2 separate regions of the Bombyx mori genome follow, and region 2 is linked to region 1. A link is a contact called in public Hi-C data. All regions are on one chromosome and are shown on one strand. The core of a region is the stretch at or near the end of the contact, and the rest is flanking DNA. Distances in the headings are between cores, read along the strand shown.

Region 1 (7,401 bases), core at 3,277-5,776:
TGTACTTCTTGTGGAAGACAGGATTTCAATAAAATACCTCGTTAAAATTGTGTATAATCAATTTATCGTGTGTAAGTTGCACACGTTATCTTTCCTATTTAATGTAAATTTTCGGAATAATTTTTAGGTGCATAATGGATTCTGATATTGAAGTAGAAGAGTGCGAAGAGTTTTCTTATAGAGGAAACGCTGGAACTATAATTCTTATCAATGTATACGATCCCCTATCGTGTAAATTCCCACAAATTGCGCATGTTGCAACGTGTCAGGCACTCAAACATTATCTACGTACATCTACTTCGCATAATGTAGGTGTTGTCTTATATGGTATTGATGATCCAACTTCGAACATTAAAAACGTATTAGAAGTTATGCCATTGGCGCCACCTAACATGGATGACTATAAAAAACTAAAAAACATCAACATTCTAGCTCTCAAACAAGCAAAAGAATTAAGATTGTCAGATGCGTTATGGTACTGCAATAAAATGTTTAATAGTTGTACAAAAACACTATCCTCTCAAACTATTATTCTATTGTCAAGACTTGATACACCACCTCTGTCTGAGGATGAAACACCAACATTTGATAGAATTGTTGAATTGAATAATTCTGAGATAATTCTCAAATTAATTAATTTGTCTGACTCTGAATATGAAATTCATCAATTTTATAAAGATTTGCTATTTGAGGTAAATAAAAACTCATTGCCAAAATCAGTTTGGAAAATTGAAGATGTTACAAAGTTAATTCTAAATGAATGTGACCGTCATTTAGCGACCGCTCAGCTTATTTTTGAAATTGGGAATAATGTATCAATTGGTATTTCTATCTATAAACTATTGAAAAGCAACATAGAACCAAAGAAAGTGTATTTAAGTAATGAAACAAATGCTGTTGTAACTAGTGACACTAAAACGACTAAAGTTTTGGTAAAACCTGATACTGATATGGATATTGATAGGGTTGAAGAACAAGAAATGCCTTTACTTAAGTCTGAGCTGCTTCACTGTCAAGAATATGGCAATGAGATTATAGCATTCACTGATAATGAATTTAAAACTATAAATAACCCATTTGGTCCAGCGAAACTAAAACTGTTGGGATTCAAACCAGAAACTTTCCTCTGTAAAGAGAAATGGTTTTTGAAAAATTGTTCTTTCTTATTCCCTAATGAAAAATCAATAGAAGGTTCTACAACTGCTCTCAAGGCAATGCACCAAGCATGTATTGAAACAAAAACTGTAGCTATTTGTGTGATTTGTTCTAGAATAAATTCTAAACCTAACATAGTGGCTCTTTCACCCTGTACTCGGCCCCTTGGTTTAGATATAGATATTGGATTTGATGTCATACCATTACCATTTTCAGAAAATGTAAGGGATCTCTCAAGTCTTTTTTCAGATGAAATAGCAGATACGTCAGACACACAAAAAGATATGCTCAAAAATATTATTAATAATGTAAAGTTTAATTACACTCCAAGCATGTTTGAAAATCCTAAGTTGCAATCATTGTATAGAGTTATTGAAGCAAAAGCATTAAAACAAGATGACATAGAGCCTTTTGTTGATACCACAAAACCACTAAATAAAATATTTAATGAGATTGATGGGGAACAATTTTATGAACTATTTGGTCCATTCGGAGTAACCGCAGTCAAAAGAAATAGTGAAACAAAACCAGCTAATACCAAACTACAAAAGACTGCTGATGTCAATATTGATGTATTAGATCAAAGAGTTAAAGACAGAAAAGTAAATATGTATACTGTACCCCAACTTAAAGATATACTGAAACATAAGAAAGCAACAGAAGCTCTGACAGGTTTAAATAAAAGTAATCTAGTTGATTTAGTTTACAAATATTGTAGTTAAAACATATTTTAAAGGGGATGATTAAAACATATTTGAATTTAAGATGTTAAAAAATAAAATTGATATTTACTATATTCAGACTTTTATTGAGGAAAATTACATTAATGTAGCAACATTAAATTAAATCTAGTTAAATATATAAAGACCCATCAGCTGGTCCTAAATGGTGTATTCCAATTAACAATGCATCCACTAGAGTCCACACTCCAAGGCCACCAAAACTAAAAAGTTTACCAATGCCTTCTTGCCAATGACCAAGATAAAAGCGGTCAGCTCCAAAACCTCCTAAAGTTAATGCCAGAACAAGTGCTGTACCCCAACGAGTTCCTGATGTCCAGGAGCATCTTACTTTCTTAAGGAACCGCCTCTTCCCCAAACATATAACATCATCAGATACAGTGCAATTAGTTCTGAAACAAATTTACTTATTTAGTATTTACTGACTGATTTTTAAACTAGATGCATAAATACTAATTACTCAATATATTCAATATTAAACCCTAATATTGCATAAATTCTGGGTATTTAATAATGATGAAGAACAAAGTACTTGCTAATTTATACTCACAGATAGTATTTGAGAGGTGAAGCTAAAGAATTACAATTTGCCTTTTGTTCACAACGATGTTCCCATTTATCAGTTTGATAGCAAAATCTACACATTGAGCTTTTGTTGAAAGTTTTTAACCCCTGCAATATCCAAAATCATCATTATAAAACACACACAGGCTTATTTGATACTTAAATAAATAGATGGTACCAAACAGTAATTGATGAATGAATTGAAGTGTTTAAAAACATACCATTCTAGATGTTTTACTAAGACTGTTATTAGAATTAAACAAATAAATTTCAAATCTTTTGTGACTAGATATTACGTGCTTATAAATAAAATAAATTGCAACTGTAAAACTGATTGAATTAACATGTTCCTCAATTAATTTTATTTAAAATCAGTTTAGCTAGATAATAATGTTGGTTCTATTATTTATTTATTGTAAACTTATCTATTAATTTTTCAAAATGTTTATATTGTAGTTTCTTCTTTCCTTTTTTCAATATTCTTTATCTCGTTTCAATGTTAGCTTATATAGATATTTTAAGTTGTGAGGTATAGTAATAAAATATACAATAAATGTTAAAAATTAAAAAGCATTGCAGGATAACATGAACTTCAAGTCTATACATATTCTTGTTGGATGAAAAAACATTTGTATGCACATAAGAATAAAATTAAAGGGAAGTTTCTAAAAAGTGTGTCTACTGTAACATTCCAATTTATAATGGAAAATCTGACTTCTTTTGAGACTACAAAACTTAGGATAAAATATTGGTTTGAACAAGATATACGGAGTACTTGAGTATTTTTTTATATATTTATATTTTATATTATGTGTTATAATTTGATCCTCTTCTTTTCCCACCTATTCTATTAACCTCGAGGGGTTATTTATGCTAGATTCACCGAACTCATACATAATTTACATCTTTGTTAATGCAATAGATAGAACTGGGCACAAGATTTTAAGTTAATACCTACCCATCGAACACTTAGGATCTAACTTTAGATTTCTTATCAAATTTCATAGCCTCTAAAGTTTTACAGTAACTTTTGAAGTTATACTTCTTATTAGTATTCATTTTTAGTAATATAAATGACAAAATTATTATTTAATATAATTCATACTAAATATTATTAAATTATTAACGTTAAATATTTATTATTAATTATTTAATATTAAAAAAAAAAGAAATAAATTTAATAAAAATAAAGTATAATTTCTTACGTGCGTACATAAGTACACGCACCCTTTTTTAAATTCTTATTAATTAATACATCACTTACTTGACAAACTACTTTTGGTTTCACTGTACATGTATAATTATAGAAACCTCCATATCTGCAATCTATACTCCGGTTACATGTTATACAAGGGTACAGTAAAGAGGAACATTCAGTCATATTCTCTTGATCAACTGATGGACAACTTTTTATGTATTCTTCATTCTCACTAAAACTTACACCTTTGTCATTTGAATCACCTTTTATTTTATTCTCTTTACTATGAAAATCCATGTTATTATTAGCTAGAACCAGAGTAAATAGGAACATTTATTTTTGCTTATACATTTTTGCCAATTACTTGCTAATACACAACTAGAGTATTTATTCTAAATTATATAGTAGCTACTAACTAGCTAATTAAAGTCATAGTTAACTTTAGTATTAAATATTTGAAAATCTAATTAAGCATTACTATATTATATATGTGTATCTGTGCCGCTAAAGGAATTAAAGAAAATAGTTCCGTTATCTTACATATAGAATATTAATTTCTACGACTTAGGATTTGTTTATTTTCCTTACCCATATCGGTGACATGTATTGTGTTCATTATTACTAATAAAATCAAAATAAAACAGTCTCGAATGCTTATACGTAAAGGCAGAGTTCTATGCATGTTGGAAATCAAAGCATTTCTTCTTCCATCGAATATAGGTATCTTACAAATGCTCTATATAATGTTATGATTTACGAATAGTTATTAATTCATTTTCCATCTCAACAATAGCAATTGATTCTCAATTAAATTAAGTGTATAATCTATGGCAATTGATAGCAATTTTCACGTAGGTAGCTCCATTTTTTTTATGGGATTTTATGACCTGGTAACTGCGACCTTTAAGTCATGTCTTATTTTAATTTATATTCATATTTTTATGAAAAATGATATTATGGAGTGAAATGAAATGAAGATGATTAATTTGAGACATTAACCAACTGGGATGAAATTAAATGATATGAAATGAGATGATATGGGATGAAATATAATCTCAGTAAAATGGTGGTCATTTACTAAGATTTTATCAGTGGACTTTTTGGAGGATCCCGAGAAGTTAGATCCAGCGGCTTTGTTTCATTTTCCCACATTTGGGCACTTTCACAGATATTAAACACCGTTACTACACATTTAAACCTGAAGAAGCACTAAATAGACAAAATAAAACAAATCACACAACTTTAGTCCTCGTGTTCCCGCCAAAAAGTCCATTAGCTCCAATTTAATTTTCTGCACAGATTAAATTAGCTTAAAGTTTTTAAAGTGTCTAGGCTATGAAATATTGAACTAAAAATTAAGCTAGTCAAATCTGTCCAATATTGGGTGCTGTGATGTTTTCAATTATTTTATGTTTTTTTTTAACTTAGCCGTAGAATAGTGCATAATTTAAAAGCATCAAAATAATAAGAAAAGTACCTAATAACATTCACTTAAACTATGACTTTACTCTGAATGATGAGGGAACTACGTTCCGCAAATTAAAGTATGTCGTGAGATGTCTCGTTGAGTTCACATATTTTAAATGCTTTGTAATAACATTAAATAATAATTAAATAATAACTATGTCTATGCACAATATAGCAGTAGTGTTCGCAGCAGACTTCATGGCGGTAGTTAACCAGCTGTGGATAGTACATTTTTGGTCTCTCCCTACGAAACTGCCGTTTAGTAAATATAAGTCTATCTGTTGTAAAACACAATAGATAAATATGCCTTCATCATACACTATTAAAAACTGATGGTTATAATTATGTGACTGTAGATCAGTGCTTAGTGCGAGTTTTTTAACGTTCTTGATAGCGTTAAAGTTAGCTCATATTTTTATGGAATGGGGTCGTTTGCCTATGTTTGCCGCTAGGGGCGCAGTTCCAACTGCATACAAAATTGGGTTACCTTTTACGCTATCAAGAACGTTAAAAAACACGCACTAAGCACTCAGATAAAAATTTCCCTTTTGTTGTTTTTATATGTTATTTTTATTGCCGTATAGACAGATGAGGACAGATGAGCATACGGCCCACCTGATGGTGAGTGGTTACCGTCGCTCATGGACGTTAGCAATGCCAGGGGCAGAGTCAAGCCGCTGCCTACCGTTTAATACTCTCCACAAGCCTCGTTTGAAGAAGATGTCATAGCGCTAGGGAAACACCGTGGAGGAGAGCTCATTCCAAAGCCGGATGGTGCATGGCAAAAAAATCTCTAGAAACACACTGGATGAACGCAGTGGCTCCAGGTAGTATGGATGAACTCTACTCCGATGGCAGGCGGTGCGATGGTAAAAACGAGACGATGGTATCATCTCGAACAATTCCTCAAAGCACTTTCTATTAAATCATAATTGGTGGGTCGATCAGACACGTTTTACTCGTGGCACACCACGCATAGTTATACGTAAGGCGTGACACTTGACACATTTTTTTTTTATTCTTTTCTTCAAACTTCTTTACGATTGCCTAAAGCCTTCACTTTCCTTCTTAAAAACGGTGAGAATAGTGAGCAAAATAAACTTTTCATCTAATGATGGATACATTTCTCCAAGGACGCCTTCAGCTCTAACACTAGGAGCAGGTTAAGGACCCCGGTAACCGTACTCGTCGAACTCGACAAAGAGGTCGACGTGCAACCTAACCCATGCGTCAGCCCGCTGAGTTTCTCGTCGGATCTTCTCAGCGGGTCGCGATTTCGATCCGGTAGTAGATTCATTCGCGAAGCAGTTGCATTCGGGCAGCTGTTCCAGATCCCACCCCTCCTGGCTGAGCCTTTGCTCACCCACCTGTCCTGGTGAAACTGGAAAGACCTCTGGGCCGCTAGTAATGCTTCAATCATAAAAAAAATCTCCTAATATTTTGTTGTGTCATCAATTATGAAATCGTAATTAAAATTCTTAAAAAATGGTAAAAGAAATTGGGATTCAAAAATTTCTTAATTCATTTATTTAAAAAAAAAAACATATAGCATCTAAATAAATTATTAAACTAATTACACACTAAAAATATAAACTAGTACAATCTAATTGTCTATGTAAGCACTAAACAGGTTCGTCGAGTCGCCGCCACTCAAGTAATCTATATTTAAATTTGTTTTTCGACTATCCTCATTTTCTTTTGACATTTCTGTGATAGTAGATAAATCGGGAATGGCACAAGCTATAGGAAATATTTGTTTAAGATTTGATCCAGAACCGCCAGTATTTGACCTACATTGGTCTAAGTTCACATTAGAAGTATCATCTTCACTGAATAAAAACCACTTTGAAAATTGACATTCTGGTTGCGACGGAGTATGGGTTTCATCAGATAAATCTTCCGTCATAAGACTAGTATTCATGATTTCAATGTTCTTATTTTCGGAATGACCTAAATTCTCCATTAGATTATAATCATCCGTTTTTCTCGAGTCTATGCCTAAAATGGAAATATTTATTTTTATAAAACTTTGTATATAATTTCATTATAAATTTAGAAAACGGTGTAATAGAACAACATTCAATATCGTTAGGCATTATAATCACTAAGCAGTTTTATTTATTAGATAGTATTTTTCGACGCAAATTTCTATTGCAACATTTGGCGTAGTATTTACATAGTCGTGGGACATCAGGTATTTTTTATTGTAACAAAATTTTTGCGGCAAATTTTATTAATTACAAATAAAACTATTTTGAGTTTTTCAAGTATTTTCTT
Region 2 (7,401 bases), core at 2,955-5,454, 600 kb before region 1:
TTTACTAAATAAGAGTAACATGTATCTTACCTGCTCTAACAGCTACTAAATGAGTTGTTTTATCAGTAAAATCCTGTGTCACCTCAGCACCAAGACTTCTCGCCACAAGATAGGCTCTAGAAGTTTCCAGTTTCTGATGTGTAGGCACTAAACCACTAAACACTAAACTAGTTCCAGTCAACACTTCACTTTTAACTTCAGGTATTACTATTTTAAGGTCTGGTATCTGTTTCTGACCCATTTTGTCATAGACATCATAAAAATGCCTGAAAATGAATAAGTATTTTATACATGCATTTATTGTTATTGTGCTCATTCTTATCTTTTAAATTTTTCCATGTAAATTATACGATCTAAAATTATTTTAAAGTATTCAGAGCTGTAAATATATATGATTTATATTTGTATCCATCCAACCAAATTTTAACATATGTAGTTAAATTTATAACTTATACTAACTTATGTATCCTCTTCAAAATATCCTCCAAATAGATAAGATAATCATCAGGATCTTCCACCTCTATCTGTCCATCAGATGTCTCTGTCCATACTGGCTCAGCTGGCGGTAATTCAACTTCCTCAATTTTTTCATTGCCTTCCTTAATATCAACTGGCTTCTCTTCCATTACTTCTTTTATGACTTTTCCGTTGCTACCTTCAGTAGGTTTTTCAAAGTTGTTAGCAGGTTTTTCTAGATTTTCATCTGGTTCTGCATCTAAAGTCGGCATTTCTTGTACTTGTGGTTGAGTACCATTTTTGCCGATCGTCAATTTTGGTTTCTCTTCAACTAAAATCAAATAAGAAAATAAACTCAGAAAATATATTCATTAGTAAAGTGTAGATGTTTTTAACAAAAAAAGTTGGAAAAGTAATTTCTAGTGAAAACCTCTTTTTTTTAAAACAGATAACTTAATTAATTGTTAATATTGTTTCTTCAACAATATTGCCATAATTAATAATAATGTTAGCGATAATGTTGGTAAGACCCGTAATTATCTTTATTCTCAATAAGTTGAAACCCTCATTCTGCCATGAGGCAATCAGTCAATAACCAGTGCCCAATAGTTGTTAATCAATGAAACGTGAATCTTCAACGGGATAGTGAGTGTTGATATTTATGATGTAGTCTGAGAGCTCATGAAGATCAGAAAGGGTAAACATTTTAAATTATGTTATTAGTCATATGACATTTTCATCACACTGTGGCAGGTAACCATCATCCTGCCTTGCAACAGTCATGCATTACGGTTTCAACAATACAACCGTAATAGTACCACTTTGATTTCATCTCTAGGTGGATAGTACAAATTACTAGATACCAAGTGGACTATGAGGTGTTTGTTAGCAAAAAAAATGTTGTCCTCGTATCTGTCTTTTTTTTTAAGCTATACAAAAGAAAGTCTTCAGAAGGACTATTACTAATGTATGGATTACAAGTGAGATTCAAACATTCTTAAATTTGAAACTTGTATGTTAATCCAGAATTATTAGTTTTAATATTTTATTTCATATTCTCTTTTACGAGATTCTTACTTGGTGGCGGTGCATTGATATCGCCGGTCGATTGAAAAAATGAGTAAGGCCTGACATGAATTAGATTAGCAGCATGTCTCCACACATCTTCCCGATCGTCAATAATGCAAACCATGTTGTCACCACAAGGAAACAGTGCTCTGTAAATTATAGTTCATAAAAAATGGTCAAAAAAGTACAATAGTCACAATTAAAACTATTTAAAATTAATTTAAAAATTAATTATATACGTTAGAAAAATTTTGGTTATGAATATTCAAGATTGATATGGGACTCAGAGATTTTAACTTTACAAAGGCATTATTTTAGAATATTTTGTCCACACAAATTATTTCTTATTAAAAAAGTATTCAGTTATAAAAGAAAGTGTTGATTAGATAATTAATAGATAAAGTTAGATAAAAACTCTATCTGTCAGCACAATTTGATAAATTTAAAGCTGTTTTTAGTCTATTAATAAACCTACTTTGATTCAGATTATACTGAATATCCACAATTGATTGTCTGTCTCATCAAGAGAAAAAACTTATTGAAAATGTTGGAAAGGCCTTTTACTTAGCAATATCATTCTTACTTCAGATTGGCTGCTTTAGTTCTAGGATCAAAGCATTCATCTCTGGATAGTATCCTATGTGAGAAATATTTCTTTTCCGGATCTAGGAGCTCAGCTACGGCATGTGCATATTGCCTGGCTCCAAATGTACATATGTGAAGTTCATAGTTCTTTGCTGCTGATTCAAGAAACTCTTGAGTGCGTGGTCGAAGCCTCGTATGACACCAACGCCCTGGCCCTCCAGGTCCTCTTAGGAAGAAGTGTAATACTCCCTGAAGAAACAAAAAAATCATATTACATTAGATTGTATACATAGTATCAGTATCTAGTTAATGAAATCACATATTATTTAATCACAATTTCAAACTATTAGGGAAGAATCAATTGCATAGAAGAAGAAAAATAAAAACCCCTCACCTTTAGATTGGGTGGTATATTGTCATTAGTAGTGTGAACTAATGTTTGATCTAAATCTACCAGAAGTACTAATTTCCTGTCTTTCAGAAGACGCTCAGCATCCTCTTTACCTAGTTTTTGTGCCAGTTCTTCAGACACCTGAAATATGAAATATAATCAAAATATTACTAAATCTAAGTTTAGCTTGAGTATGACACCCCTATTGAAGATCTCCAAATACCACCCGCATGACCCTTGTTAATATTGTTAATAAATACTGTCCTGTGAATGTAGTTTGAAAATAGGGTATGGATATCACAGTCCAGGTAACTAATGCTCAAGGTGTTGTAGGTACATACACTAAATTGTAATTATGTATATGTTTAAGTTTGATTTATATACATTGATGGTATAATTTGCTATCAAGATCTACATGAAATCTAAGACGTGAGAATGTTGATTTTGAAGACAATGACATTTCACATTCAAATTGTAATATGAGTCCCAAATCCAGGGCTTTTATTAAGAATAACGTTTCTTACGTTCAGTTCAGGATATATTTTAGATTTTTTTTGCATTCTTTCAGTGGAGCTTCTCATTTAAATTAAAGCTGTCCCTACTGTTTATCTATTTAATTAAACTGATCTAATGGCTTTTCATAAAATGTTATTACCACTAGGTTTTGTCATCAGAAAATAAATACATTTTGTAAATTGTTCTCCAGAGTAATTGACATAATCAAAAGTGTTTACTTTTAATTCAGGTACAGAGTGTACCATTGGTACAATGGCCACGTCCAGCTTCTTGGTCTCCTCGCTGCGGAGGTCTGCTCCACACTCCGCGCACATCTCCATCATCACTGTTGGATGGCGGCATTCTTCCAAATCTGCTACAGCCGAACTGTAAACGCAAAATACTACGTTTGAAACAATCGATAACATCGTCTGATAAATATATTATGGCAGATATAAAATTTTACATTGTACATTAGAAGCAAATTTAAAAATAACATTCTTTACAAAATAAAGTCGAAGATGTCATTGCTTGCAATTAAAGTCAGACAGACGATGGTATCGCCCACCTGATGTTAAGTGATCACCGTCGCTTAAAAACATCCTCAATGTTAATGGCACAGCCGAGCTGCTATTTCATGCAGGGCGGGAAATGTTTTCAACATTCAAAATTGGCGCTCAATCGATAAAATGGATTTGCAACAATGGCGTTGCTTTATTAATATGCTTCACATCTAATGAGAATAAAACATGACATAAATGTTAGACATTTTATCATGAAATATATGCACCGTTTTTATTTTATCGTTGTTATCATGACGTCACTTACCTAGGTTCTACTACGTCTCCTTCTTTCACCTTGATCGATGACACAGTACCAGCGTGTGATGATTTAAATTTCTTTAACTCTTCACCATCGCCCGCTAAATCTTTGTATAAAAATAATACTTGGCCTTGTGTTACCACAGTACCTTGTTTTATTTTCCACTTTGCGAGTTTCACAGGCTTTTCTGATGGAACAAAAATAGGTATAGTTTTGTCGGCCATCTTGAACGGATATAACGCTTTTTGTCAAAATCCTAGTACCTTATTGGTGATTCGAAAACAGTTTTGGCGGCTTCACTTTTCCTGCCAATGAGAATAAAGTACAGGTTCAATCATCTTCATGGCGAATAGGAGTTCATATCCGGCCCAAAACGTGCTGTGAGCAGAGACAATTTCTTTCCTTTTTTATTCTGGCTGCTTTTGAGCATACATAGAGCATAGACTTATTTAAAAAAAGTATGAAATGCTTTCGAGTATGAAACGTATTGTTCACGCACGATGGCAGTGTAAAGCTGAGAAATTAAGCCAAGTACAGTAGATATCATCAATAGCATATTACTAATAAAAACTATGATGATGCAAGAGTACCAATTAATAATGTGCGACAGGGTGTAAAAGCCAGGAGCGAATATTTATTTTAACAAAATAAAATAATAGAGCTTGTTTAAATTTTTGTTACTTCTCGGTTAAAATGCTAATGCAGGCCTAAAACTTGTTTGCTCTCCAAGAGACGATGTATCTAATTTTAATGTAGGGATTCTATTAAACTAAACTACTTACTAACTAAATAAATTGTTTCTTTGCACTTTATCCATATCATGGAGTTACATGGAGTAAAGATACTAACACTATGATCCATATTCACTACCTACATAATTTAGGTGTATTATCCTTAAGCATATTTAATTTGCAATATGCATATTTAATTTATTCGCTGTTTAAAAAGAAAACAAGCCACGTAAGAAAATATTTTTTGATTAAAATTTCATTCTTGTACACAATACTTAAAAACGCTACGTATATACGCTACGGTTTTAATTGGATATCTGTCTATGTGACCTTTTTTATTGCTTAGATTGGTGGACGAGCTCACAGCTCAACTGGTGTTAAGTGGTTACTGGAGCCCATAGACATCTACAACTTAAATGCGCCACTCACCTTGAGATATAAGTTTCAGTATAGTTACAACGGCTGCCCCACCCTTCAAACCGACCTTCAACCGTTTCATCGCTCGATACGAATGCACCAGACGTCTTATTCTTTAGGGCACGACGACTTCAACTTACACACTACGCGGTCGTTAGTCAGCAATCATACGGATCGTTTTTTTTTTTTTTCCTACCTATGCTATGATAGCCTTGAGAGGCTATTTCAGCTTCGCCCTAACGTTTGTAGGCTTCGATCAACAATAGTAACTAGATAAAGGGATACGTACAAAATTAAAGCAAAAACTGTCCGCGTGAATATATACTTATATAGCTACATTCGTTTACTAACAAACGGAGAAAAAAGTTTTGAAACACTTATACTTTCAAACTAATAACAACTATGGCACCGAGTAATAAAGTCACAAGTCTCCAAAACATTATCTAATACTTACGATCATTCGTCACATAAAACGAGCAAAGCAATAAATTACTCCTGTCACTTACCAATAAAAAGACATATTTTAAACAACTTTTAATGTTAAATCAATCTTAAGGTGCAACAAATAAAGTAACTTTTCTCTTAATTGCTCTGAGAACTAACATCGTTTTGCTTTATTTATTTTTGCTTCTTGAAATGCCGATTTCTATTTATTACAGGAGGTAAGGGAGTCGCGCTTAACACTAAAATAATTTATTAATGAATTAAAGTAAAAGTTTAGTTGTTTACTTTTTATGTTTTGGAAATGTATGTTTGTTAGTATCTATACATTACTTATTATTTTATTAGCGTTACGTTTTTGTGTAATATATATTTTTAAGTTTTCGCGACCAGTGCACATAATAAAACAACGTTTAAACGGTTTCAAGCGTGGTATTTTTATTACAATGTTTCGGCCACATTTCAGTAGCCGTGAGCTCGGAAGGCAAAGATGTCCAGTGTCAATAAGCGGAGTTCTTAGCTGGCTTATAAAAGTCATCTCTTTTTTCTCTGGCGACAATCGAGATCCATTCTGCACACGTGATTGCTAGGAAAGCTAAAATAAAAATGGAAAGCTAAGTATCTAATGAGAGTCCAACAAACAGACACAAAAGCAGCATTAACCAATTTTAACCAACTAATTTTGAAGTGCTGCTAACAAATTTTAAAAAATTATTACAACACAAATCTACTCCATGCATTTACTGTTCTGTTAAGCAAAAGTTTGTCCATGTGTTGGCCGAGCTTTGGCCAACATTTGTAGCGGTGGTTAAAAATCGGTAATTTTGTTCAAAATTTAATATTATTTATAAGTTTAAAGCTTACAATATAGTTTATACTTCATGTACTTACCGAAAGTAAGATACTCCGGCCGTTAAATTGCTTTTTCGGGCCTTATTTTTGCAACTTTTGAATACACACTGCGGTATTGTGAGACGGGTTGACATTGGCTGTGTTTGAAGTGAACTAAACAAAATAAGAGCTCACATTTCAAGTGCGCTGTTATTTGACGAGACGGATTTTATGCACCGACCCGAAATCTAGTTACTATTGTTGATCGAAGTTTGTAGGTGAGCTCACGGGGCTCAAACCTGACGACGATGCTAACACGAACCCTAGCAAGCGCCGTGCTTCACAGAATCTACCACCGGATCGGAAACGCGACCCACTGAGAAGATCCGGCGAGAAACTCAGTGGGCTGTGTCTGAGAGTTAATTTACTCGTCGAGCCCTTCGTCGCAAGCGACGGGTTCGACGAGAACGGTGACCGGTGCTTGAACTACCTAAAAGCACCGTTAGTGGATCGGGAGGATCCGAGATGACCTGTTTTGGGCGACGTCGACTGCTTTCCATTCTGTCCGCAGGATCGGGAATGTAGTTACCGGCGGCCACGATGAGAGGGTTCTCGTGTCGTGCCGCTTTATCGAAGTGGCGCATCGACGCCGACTGTAGATACTTACTGATGGACTCTAAGTCCAGGTCGTCATGGAGGTCGACGTTCCTGACGAACCACGGGGCTCCGACGGCTATCCTGCAAAAACGGGATTGGATAATTTGAAATGATTTTAGGTGAGTGCGGGCCGCGTGAGCGAACAATACACTTGCATATGTCATGACGGGGCGTATGCAAGTTTTGTAGAGTGTCACCTTATTTCTAAGGGACATTTTACTTCGCACGGTCGCGTACCGTCATAATGTGAGGGCGGAATGTCATCCTACTGTCGAGGGTGACGCCTAAATATTTGACCTTCGGGGCCCACGGTATGGGCTGGTCGAACATCGTGATTGGGCGAATGGACGGATGCTCAGCGTGGTGTTCGGAGGGCGACCCCTTTTGAAGAGCACCTCTGTGCTTTTCGTGGGGTTGATGTCGATTACAGATCGGGCTTATCACCATACCGGTGTCTTGGTTCGAGAGATAACATAGTATAGATTGTGGAATAAACAATAAAATTAG

The links. A called contact is a pair of places that touch in the nucleus more often than the background predicts.
Region 2: a contact with region 1 is called in a Hi-C map of middle silk gland, with 1.9 times the contacts expected there. The contact joins the promoter of LOC101737093 here to the promoter of LOC101736256 in region 1. A contact is called at or near these places in 2 of 7 Hi-C or Micro-C datasets (middle silk gland and whole pupa).

Annotation. Positions count from the first base shown.
Region 1 is chr19:9,550,526-9,557,926 of ASM3026992v2, reverse strand. LOC101736256 (TM2 domain-containing protein almondex) reads right to left here and starts at 4,526. Exons shown (of 4, transcript XM_038017663.1): 1 at 4,246-4,526; 2 at 3,724-3,965; 3 at 2,446-2,567; 4 at 1,943-2,287. The coding sequence starts at 4,339. The coding sequence ends at 2,008. It overlaps LOC101736609 (eukaryotic translation initiation factor 5B), which reads right to left. Exons shown (of 17, transcript XM_038017662.2): 17 at 6,629-7,122. The coding sequence ends at 7,098. It overlaps LOC101736121 (X-ray repair cross-complementing protein 6), which reads left to right. Exons shown (of 2, transcript XM_004922347.5): 2 at 128-1,951. The coding sequence starts at 135. The coding sequence ends at 1,877.
Region 2 is chr19:10,153,813-10,161,213 of ASM3026992v2, reverse strand. It overlaps LOC101737093 (RNA polymerase II subunit A C-terminal domain phosphatase), which reads right to left and starts at 4,204. Exons shown (of 12, transcript XM_004922354.4): 1 at 3,824-4,204; 2 at 3,235-3,382; 3 at 2,504-2,641; 4 at 2,108-2,358; 5 at 1,534-1,673; 6 at 460-787; 7 at 31-266. The coding sequence starts at 4,041. It overlaps LOC134200691 (a long non-coding RNA gene), which reads right to left and starts at 6,511. Exons shown (of 2, transcript XR_009975707.1): 1 at 6,298-6,511; 2 at 5,818-6,001.